Regions from separate parts of the Mus musculus genome. Here region 2 is linked to region 1. Evidence: chromatin contacts called from public promoter capture Hi-C data. All regions are on one chromosome and are shown on one strand. The core of a region is the stretch at or near the end of the contact, and the rest is flanking DNA. Distances in the headings are between cores, read along the strand shown. Region 1 overlaps Gfpt1 (glutamine fructose-6-phosphate transaminase 1). Region 2 holds the start of Prokr1 (prokineticin receptor 1).

Region 1 (4,233 bases), core at 1,693-4,192:
AGAAAAGACTAAGGGTGGGTGTTAAGGTCACTGTAACCACTCCATGCATGCGAACCTTCATAGTAAAACGAGGGAAGGAAATTAGAGCTCTCGTAAGTGAAAGACTTACTCCCTTGCAACTCCTCGTCCTGTACGGCCACACCATGTGGAAGTGCAGTGGTTCACAACATGCTCTGGATGAGGAGCCTGTGTTCCCACACTGCACCAGGGCTGTCTCAACACAGCTGCAAAGAGCTAGCTATGCATTCACCAAGGATGAAGTCACATCTTATGATGTGAAGAAAATCTACATTTCAGCTATGTGGAAAGTATAGTAATACCAAGGCTCTCAAAACAAAAAACTCAAAAATTTTTAACAAGAATTATATATTTTCCTACAAAAAGTTTTCCATAAGACTTTATAGATTAAAGCCTAAACCACTGACAAATATCTTATTAGAGAATCAACAAAAAATGTTAAGCTTAAGCAGAAAAAAAACTAAACTTTCAAAATTATAAAAAGCAACATATTTGTGGAGAGTAATCTTTTATATCAATACAGCTTGCAAAGAGTTGGATATTTCTTACATTTATTCATATCTCAACTTCAAAGAGCAAAGCAGACTTATACACCTTTAAAACAAAAGTATTTTTAAGCTTCTACAGATGCACTATCTAAACAGAAACAGATGTATAAGTTTTAATGCTGGCCTGGAGAGATGGCTCAGCACTGGTTACTCTTACAGAGGTCCTGAGGTCAATTCCCAGCAACCACATGGTGGCTCACAACCATCTGTAATGTGATCTTATGCCCTCTTCTGCTGTGTCTGAGGACAGTGAAGGTGTATTCATATACATAAATAAGTTTTATTTATTTGACTGTGTGGGGAAGGGAGAGACGGGCATTGTGAGTAAGCATGCATGTATCCACACATGAGCTGTGAGTGCACACACATGTATGCACACATTAACTGTGAGTGCACATACATGTATCCGTGCAGATGCACAGGAGAGCAGGCCATCGGGTGTCCTGCTCTATCAATCTCTGTCGTGTTCCCTAAGACACAGTCACTCACTGAACCTGGAGCTAAGTTGATGACTAACAAGCCCCAGGGATTCCTCCTGCTCTCCTCCCTAAGAGAAGAGAGTACAGTAACTGCCCCACAGATCAGAGTCTCTTACCAACAGTATGGTTAAGTAACTTCCATGGAAGAAACCAAAAATTTACCTTTGTACTGGCCACGCCAATCTCAGGACCAGCATTAATATGAACCCCGCAATCTGTCTCCCTTGATATAGAACTGCCGACTGTATTTGTGATCCCCACAGTTAAGGCTCCTCTCTCCTTACAGTAACGAAGTCCCATCAGGGTGTCAGCTGTCTCGCCTGTGTAAAATGGACAACAGTAACAGAGAGCAGTTTCAGAGGATGCAGTTTCATACACGAAAAACCAACCGACTGCCATGCTTTTAATACTATCACTTGTTTTAAATAAAGCATAAGGCATGCTCTTATTAAACTTATAAGACATAGCCAGGCATGGGGCACACACCTTAAATCCTAGGGCTTGGGTTGAAGAGGCAGGCATATCACTGAGTTGGAAGCCAGCCTGGTCTACCTAGCTAAGTTCAGGCCAGCCAAGGCTACATAGTGATACCCTGTCTCAAACAACAACAAAACCTAGGATTTCTAGGATCAGTTTTTGTTTCTTATCTGAAAATTAAACTCTATAAGCTATATGTAAAAAAAGATGTTCATTTTTACTAAGTCTTAAAGAATGTATTAGTACAAGCGAAGACAATCGGTATTTACCAGGCCATCTGAAATGCCAGTTTAAGTGTCAGGGTTTTTTGGGTTTTTTGGTTTTTTTTTGTTTTGTTTTTTTCAAGACAGGGTTTCTCTGTGTAGTCCTGGCTGTCCTGGAACTCACTCTGTAGACCAGGCTGGCCTCAAACTCAGAAATCTGCCTGCCTGGGATTAAAGGTGTGAGCCACCACACCCTGCTAAGTGTCAGTTTAAAAGATAGGGTTGGCTTATTAGGAAACTTGACTTAAAATAACTTTTTCCCCTTCAAGTTTAAAATGAACACACCTGATTGACTAATGAAAAAGCAAACATCATCTCGAAAGACTGGAGTGTTTCTATCCAAGAAGTCACTGGCAAGCTCCACCATCACGGGCAGCTCGGTCAGCTCCTCCAGGACCTGACGGGTCTACAGGGAAAAGAACACACTCTGCCTTAGGACATCCTTTTTCACTGAACTTCTTTGGTCTCCACTTTTCTAATTACAAAGTGAGCACACAGACGAGAGGGTAGCTCCGTGGTGAGCACTGGCCTAGCTCACTTAAGGCCCTAGGCCCCACCACAGCACTGCCACAGAAAAACAAGGCATACATTTGGAAACCACTAAGAAACACAAATTAAAGAAAAAAATTAATGCATTCACCACCCTACTACTAAGAGATACGCACTGCTAACTTTCAGTGCAACTCTTTGAGAAAAACTACCAATGTGGATGCTCTATTTTGTTTAACACTAGACTGATCTGGAACTCAGTACAGAGCCAGCTGACCTCAGATCTGCAGTAAGTGCCTGTCCCAGCCTCCTGAGTGCTGGGATTGCAGGTGTCAGCCATAATTCTAAGCTCTATGAAAACATGCTTATAAGCAAATATATCCACAAATATGAAACATTTGAGCAGAAAAAGCACTGTTCTGAGTCAACTTGTGTATCACTAATTCTCTAATTCTAAACATATAAAATTAAAGTTAAATTGTAATAATGTACATACTCAGTGAAATTTAAAAATGTACTATATGTATAAATAATACTATTTCAAAAATGTGAATACATTTAAGAAGTTCTGTTTAGGGCAGCTCCTTGTTGTCAACTTTGGAGCAATGGAGCATGGTGTGAAAGAGGAAGCAACACGCTTGTGTTCAAAGGGAATTCCCAAGCCTTTTACTAAGTCGCATTCTCACTAAGTTCCTTTTATTCTAAAGGTCAGAAAATTACAAACAACAGAAAGCAAACCTTCAGGCACCAGTCTTTTTTCAGCCCTACAGATGTACAGGCACATGGTGGAACTTTAGTGCTGATAACAGACATTTTCTTCCTGTCAGCAGCAGCCTTTCACCTGTTCCTCAGGCCAGCCAGCCCTGCCCTGCCTGTCACTAGCCCCCTCCTTTATAGCACATTCCTCCTCTACAGCAACAAAACCACAAAGGCTGGAGCAAGAGAGCAGCTGCAGAGGACTGAGTTTGTCTCCCAACACCTGTGACTGAGGGCTCACAACCATGCATTCTCCAGCTCCAAGGAACCCTACACGCTCACACACACACACACACACACACACACACACACACACACACACACACACACACACAGCAAAAGAGAGTTAAGAGTGGGAGGGAAGAAAGAGAGAGAGAGAGAAAGGGGGAACACACACACACACACAGCAAAAGAGAGTTAAGAGTGGGAGGGAAGAAAGAGAGAGAGAGAAAGGGGGAAATTTAAACCAAAAACCCCTGCAAAGTTGTCTGTATTCCACAGCTCTTACACTTTTGCTTGCCCACAAACAGAATTGTTCTTCTGTGTTTGGTCCCACAATGATTCTAGTTTAGTAGTTTTTAAGCAATATGACAGCAACATAAATGCCAAGTATTTGAAAATTAAATGTTCCAATTTTTAATTACTTTTCTGTTGGTCTAATTTATTTGTAACTATTTCTAAGTCAGTTACTGACACTAGCAAGCTAGATGTCTTCCTTCAAATAAATGAAAATAAAAAAATTTCCCCCTAGATTACAAATGCATTATATTGGCATTTATCTTCAAACAAACAAACCTAACAACCTACCAGATATTTAAAAATAATGTAACCCAAAAGTATCTCATACTAATGTGTTGATGAGAAATACTTTACAAATAGTTAAATATTTTCATCCTAACCTAAAAAGATAACTATTTATGCTGCAAATGCCATTCTATGACCCGAAAGCCCACGAGGCAGTTAAACTCTGGAAAGCGTGCTGGTTTCAGACCAACTTGAGCGTAGGCAGTTGTTACTAATCGGGTACAGACACACTGAAAGAAGACATGTGCCTGTCACTCGCTCTTGACTATATCATGAAAGTAAACATTCAGTCTAGGATGAGTAGAATAAACAGCACTATTTCATAGGCTACTCACAAGAGATTTCTTACGTGCTTTCATTAATTTTGGCACATAGATCCCTTATGAAATCTCTCCCTTA
Region 2 (4,703 bases), core at 155-2,654, 520 kb before region 1:
ACTGGCATAGCCTCATACGAGACAGCTATAACAGGGTCCCTTCAGCAAAATCTTTCTGGCATATGCAATAGTGTCTGGGTTTGGTGGCTGATTATGGGATGGATCCCCGGGTGGGGTAGTCTCTGGATAGTCCATCCTTTCGTCTTAGCTCCAAACTTTGTCGATGTAACTCCTTTCATGGGTATTTTGTTCCCTAATCTAAGGAGGAATGACGTATCCACTCATTGGTCTTCCCTCTTCTTGATTTTCTTGTGTTTTGATTGCATCCTTTCTTAACCTCACCCTTACTTTGACAAGCCGGTTTTGTCCAGTGTTGGTTACAGCAATGAGGAAAATAATTAATACACGTGGCTTCAGGGCTGCCCACACTGTAACAGAATTTGCAAACATCTCTTTGAGGCCCTGTATTTATTTGATTTTTTTGAGACCCTGTATTTATTTGATTTTTTTGAGACCCTGTATTTATTTGATTTTAAGGAATTACCTGGAGTGGAGATGCTGGGTGGTAGGGAAAGCCTTTTTTTTTTTTTTTTTTTTTTCTTTTGAGGAAGCATTGTACTATTTCCCACAGCTGCCACGCCATTTTACACCTCTGCCACTGCACACGAGAGTTATACCTGTTACAGTTCACACACATTGAAGGCTTAGTAAACTGCGAAGATATGCACACACTCCTTTGTTTTCTTTGTATCAGTTGATTGACATTGTGTTGCTTCTGCCCTTTGATGACAGTGACTAGAGCTGCTGTGGGGATCGGTGTACACATACCTAAATTCCTGCTTTCAATTTTTTTTCCAGTCGTGTATTTTAGATGGGATTGCTGGCTGCATGGTGATTCCTATTTAACACTTGGAAACCTGGTCATGCTGCTGAGCAGACATGGCATAGAGGCTTCCTTCCTGAATCCATTCTCCAGAAATCCCTAAGAGCTTACCACAGAGGCCAGGCAGCAGACAATGCTCTCAGCTGAGGGCTGCAGAGATAAGCCCAGGGGTGAGGTCTGAGCGCTCCCAGCCAGGGAGAACAGCAGGGGAAGGGATTCTCTGTCCTTTGAAGGCGCCAAGCTCCCGTGACCAGTCCGCCCACTCGGGCGGCAATGGGCCAGTGAACTCGAGGTGCCAGGGGCTCAAGAAAGGCAGAGCCTGGTCACACCATGCAGGGTCGCCTTAGAGTTGGTGCTCAGGCGACACACGGAGCCACACATTCTGCATCCTGACACTTCAGCATCCTCAGTTCCACTCGACTTAGGGACCTGTCCCCAGAGTGAGGGATAGAGAGTGAAAGATGGGAACAGAAGGGAGAGGAAAGTGGAGAGACAGCAGGAGGGAGATCACTGAATATGGGCGGGAACATCGGGGCGGGGCGGAGACAGCGTGCTGTGGGCGGGGCTGGCTGGCCTTAGCCTCTGCTCAGTGTGTCCGTCCGCCGAAGTAGTAGGAGGCCAGCTGCCACTCGAGCACGGAAAGACCCTCAGAAGACAGAGGTGCTCCTAGCCCTTGCTGCAGAGCTCCGGAGGAGCGTCTGAGATCCTCGCTCTGGTTCGCAGGTACCGACAGCCCCGGAGACGCTCTGAGAACCACGTGTAGAGGGTGGACGGAGCCTAGACTGCCCGCTCACAGCCTTAGGTGAATGAAGAGGGTCCTTGGGGACTGCAGCCCCAGCAGCAGAGGACATAAGGTAGTGGGCTGCTCCCCAGGGCGAGAACAATTCCAGGAAAGACCAGGGGACAAGTCCTCCAACCGTCTCTCTCTCCTAGGCGATTCTGGACCGTTTCTTTAAATCCTAACTTTGAGCCGAGCTGGCAGCATGCTTGTAGAGGTACCCCTCAGAAGGGATGAGCCTGGGCTCCGGGCAGCGTCTGCTGGCCTCTCAGCTCTGCCTTCTGCCTCTTATCTAATGGGAGCAGAGCTGGGGGGGGGGGGGGGGGCTGAGCTGACCAGGAGAGAAGGGCAAAGCCTACGAAAGAACTGTGAGAGGGCTCAGGTGGGACGAACCTCCTGGGGTGCGGAGGGACTTCAGCCCTGCCCCCTTATCACTGGGCAGCAGGCTTTTGGGGCAAATCTTGGGGACAACTTACTTCCTCCCTTTCCCAGGATCTCAGATTGAGCAATTTTATTTCCTTCTGACATTTAGGGTGTACTCCAGACCCCGATCTTCTCCCATATCCAGTTCCCTGGCCTGATGCCTTGGGAGAGGTGTAAGGAAAAGTCAGGAGGGAGATTCACTACTGACAGACCCTCTCTCCCCATCCCTGCCCTGCGGGATGCTGGTCTTTAGTCCAGGATTCCCTCCCTTCCTTGCAGCTGGCCTGGAGGCCTGAGCACTGACTTGGGTGGTTCTGGGGCATAGCACTCACTGCCTCTCCAACAGCTCTGATCTTTACAGACAGTATCGATCTGCCTGGAGGATGTTAAAACCCTGCGTGTTTAAACTGAAAACCGTGCGTGTTTAAGCTGTTAACCTGAGGACACACCTCTCACCAAGGGGTTTTGCTCTCAGGTTTCCCTTCTAGCCCTCTGGGTTAAGTGACAGCTTGTGACTGTGACCTTCGACTAGGACGAGCCTTGGCACATAGTGTGCCAAGCTTGTAGAGCCACAGCAGGTTTTTGACAGGGACACAGGAAGCTTGCAGAAGCCTTCCAGTAGGAGGGCTCTGTAAACGGAGGCTCCAGGTTCGGTTCTCTGTGTTCAGGGCTCTGTGAATTTGCAGTTGTGCTATGCTGAGCCCCAAGACGAGTCCTTTCTTTCCAGCTGTGGGAAGCAGCTATTGCTACCTCAGAATGGGGCTGTCCACAAGGACAAAGTTCAGGTGTTCACACAGGGATTGGGGTTTAGGACAGGCCTCCTCTGCGTTCCACCGTCTCACCCTCGCAGCTTGAGGAAGAGCATAGCTTTTTGGTTTTCATTGGAGTGGAAATAAATGGAGCTGGAGCCTGTCTTCCCGGCCCTCCAGCCTTCCCCGGCTGAGTGGATATGTGGTTTGCATTCTCCTGGGTTCTCTCACTGGCCCTTTCTTCCACTCCATTATCTGTGTGTGCCGTGAGCAGGTGGCTAATGGGTCTGCATAGGTTTCAGGATGATTTTAAACTCATCCAAAGTTCCCTCCAACATGTAACCAATTGTGTGTATGTCTTTCGAAGGTTGAAAATGGAACTCAGATACCGGGTCCCGCAGATGCTGGCTGGAAAGATCTGACTCACCGAGGGAGAGCCAAGTGCTTGCAGAGAGGAGTCGTCAACCTTGCGGATGCCAGTGGGACTGCTCCAGGGGTGTGCACCTGCCTAGATGGAGACCACTGTCGGGGCTCTGGGTGAGAATACCACAGACACCTTCACCGACTTCTTTTCTGCACTCGATGGCCATGAAGCCCAAACCGGCTCGTTACCATTCACTTTCAGCTACGGTGACTATGACATGCCCCTGGATGAAGAGGAAGATGTGACCAATTCTCGGACTTTCTTTGCTGCCAAGATTGTCATTGGCATGGCTTTGGTGGGTATCATGCTAGTGTGTGGCATCGGCAACTTCATCTTTATCACTGCCCTGGCCCGCTACAAAAAGCTCCGCAACCTCACCAACCTGCTTATCGCCAACCTGGCCATTTCAGACTTCCTCGTGGCCATCGTGTGCTGCCCCTTTGAGATGGACTACTATGTGGTGCGCCAGCTCTCCTGGGAGCATGGTCATGTCCTGTGCGCCTCTGTCAACTACTTGCGTACCGTCTCCCTCTACGTCTCCACTAACGCCCTACTGGCCATTGCCATTGACAGGTGAGTACCACACAGAGGAACAGAGAGAAGGGGGTGTTGGCCTTGCCTCTCCCTTTCCTATAGTTGCGTGCTGATGACATGTGACTGTATTACCCATAAATGGGAACCATGGGGACTCAAAAGCCTACTGACTGGACATCTAGTGGTAGTCAGGGCTGGAGGCAGCTGAAGCCTGAAGTTAGGCAATAGGGAAGTCTTTGATCAGTCTCTGTGGATGTTCTCCTAGATGTGCCCGATCTCAACTTAGACAGGTAGGAGGAAGTGTTGAGGGGTAAGACTAAGTTATAAGGAGTTACTTCTTGCAGGACCATGAGAGTCTGGAGGGAATTTCCTAACTCATCTAGACCTTCTCCCAGTACTAACTTTCTTAAATGAAATTGAAGGAGTTGGTTTGAACAAAAAGGTGGGGCAGAAAGAGAGCTTGTATTTGCTGGCTTTTGTTAATGGTGACTTAATCCCACCTCACACCCCACACATCATGCTACAGTACAAGATCTGCTCTAGTGATGGGGAGAGAGACTGGGAGAGGAGCCTCTGCATGTCTTTCTTTTTTAAAATAATTAACTTTCCGACTTGACCACAGTTTCTCCTCCCTCCTCTTCTCCTAGTCCTCCCCCACCCCACCCCCATCTACTCCTCCAAAAAGGGGAGGCCTCCTATGGATGAATACCAGCCAGCCCTGGCACACCAAGTCTGCGTGCCTTTCTTATTCCTAGATGTTTCAGTTTGCATACACTTGTGCTAATGGGCCAGGATCACCATGATTTTAGGGAATCTTTGCAAGCTTCTTTGTGCTTTTGACTCTAGTTACAAAGCACCTTGTTATGGTCTATGAACAGCTTCCCTGAGGGATTAGTCAGGCTTCCCCTGTTCCTTGACATGAACAATTTGCCATTCTCATCATCCAGGGAGCCTAAAGCACAGGCTCTCCTT

Evidence for each region. Promoter capture Hi-C pulls out the DNA fragments that hold promoters and counts their contacts.
Region 2: a contact with region 1 is called in a promoter capture Hi-C map of pre-B cells, with 2.3 times the contacts expected there. The contact joins the promoter of Prokr1 here to the enhancer-like site in region 1. A contact is called at or near these places in 5 of 39 promoter capture datasets (cranial neural crest, hippocampal neurons, liver and 2 more), 1 of 115 datasets of contacts at active chromatin or transcription factors (pancreatic cancer cells) and 1 of 9 other capture datasets (liver).

The regions. Positions count from the first base shown.
Region 1 is chr6:87,074,215-87,078,447 of GRCm38.p6, reverse strand. It overlaps Gfpt1 (glutamine fructose-6-phosphate transaminase 1), which reads right to left. Exons shown (of 19, transcript NM_013528.3): 13 at 2,071-2,191; 14 at 1,208-1,365. Among named protein-coding and RNA genes, the nearest start is that of D6Ertd527e, 28 kb to the left of the region's middle. Within about 2 kb of position 2,942, at least 74 of the 459 cell types and tissues checked have an H3K27ac peak or open chromatin away from gene starts, as enhancers often do. A contact at or near this core is called in pre-B cells, where this site is marked.
Region 2 is chr6:87,587,444-87,592,146 of GRCm38.p6, reverse strand. It overlaps Prokr1 (prokineticin receptor 1), which reads left to right and starts at 1,404. Exons shown (of 3, transcript NM_021381.4): 1 at 1,404-1,546; 2 at 3,141-3,770. The coding sequence starts at 3,286.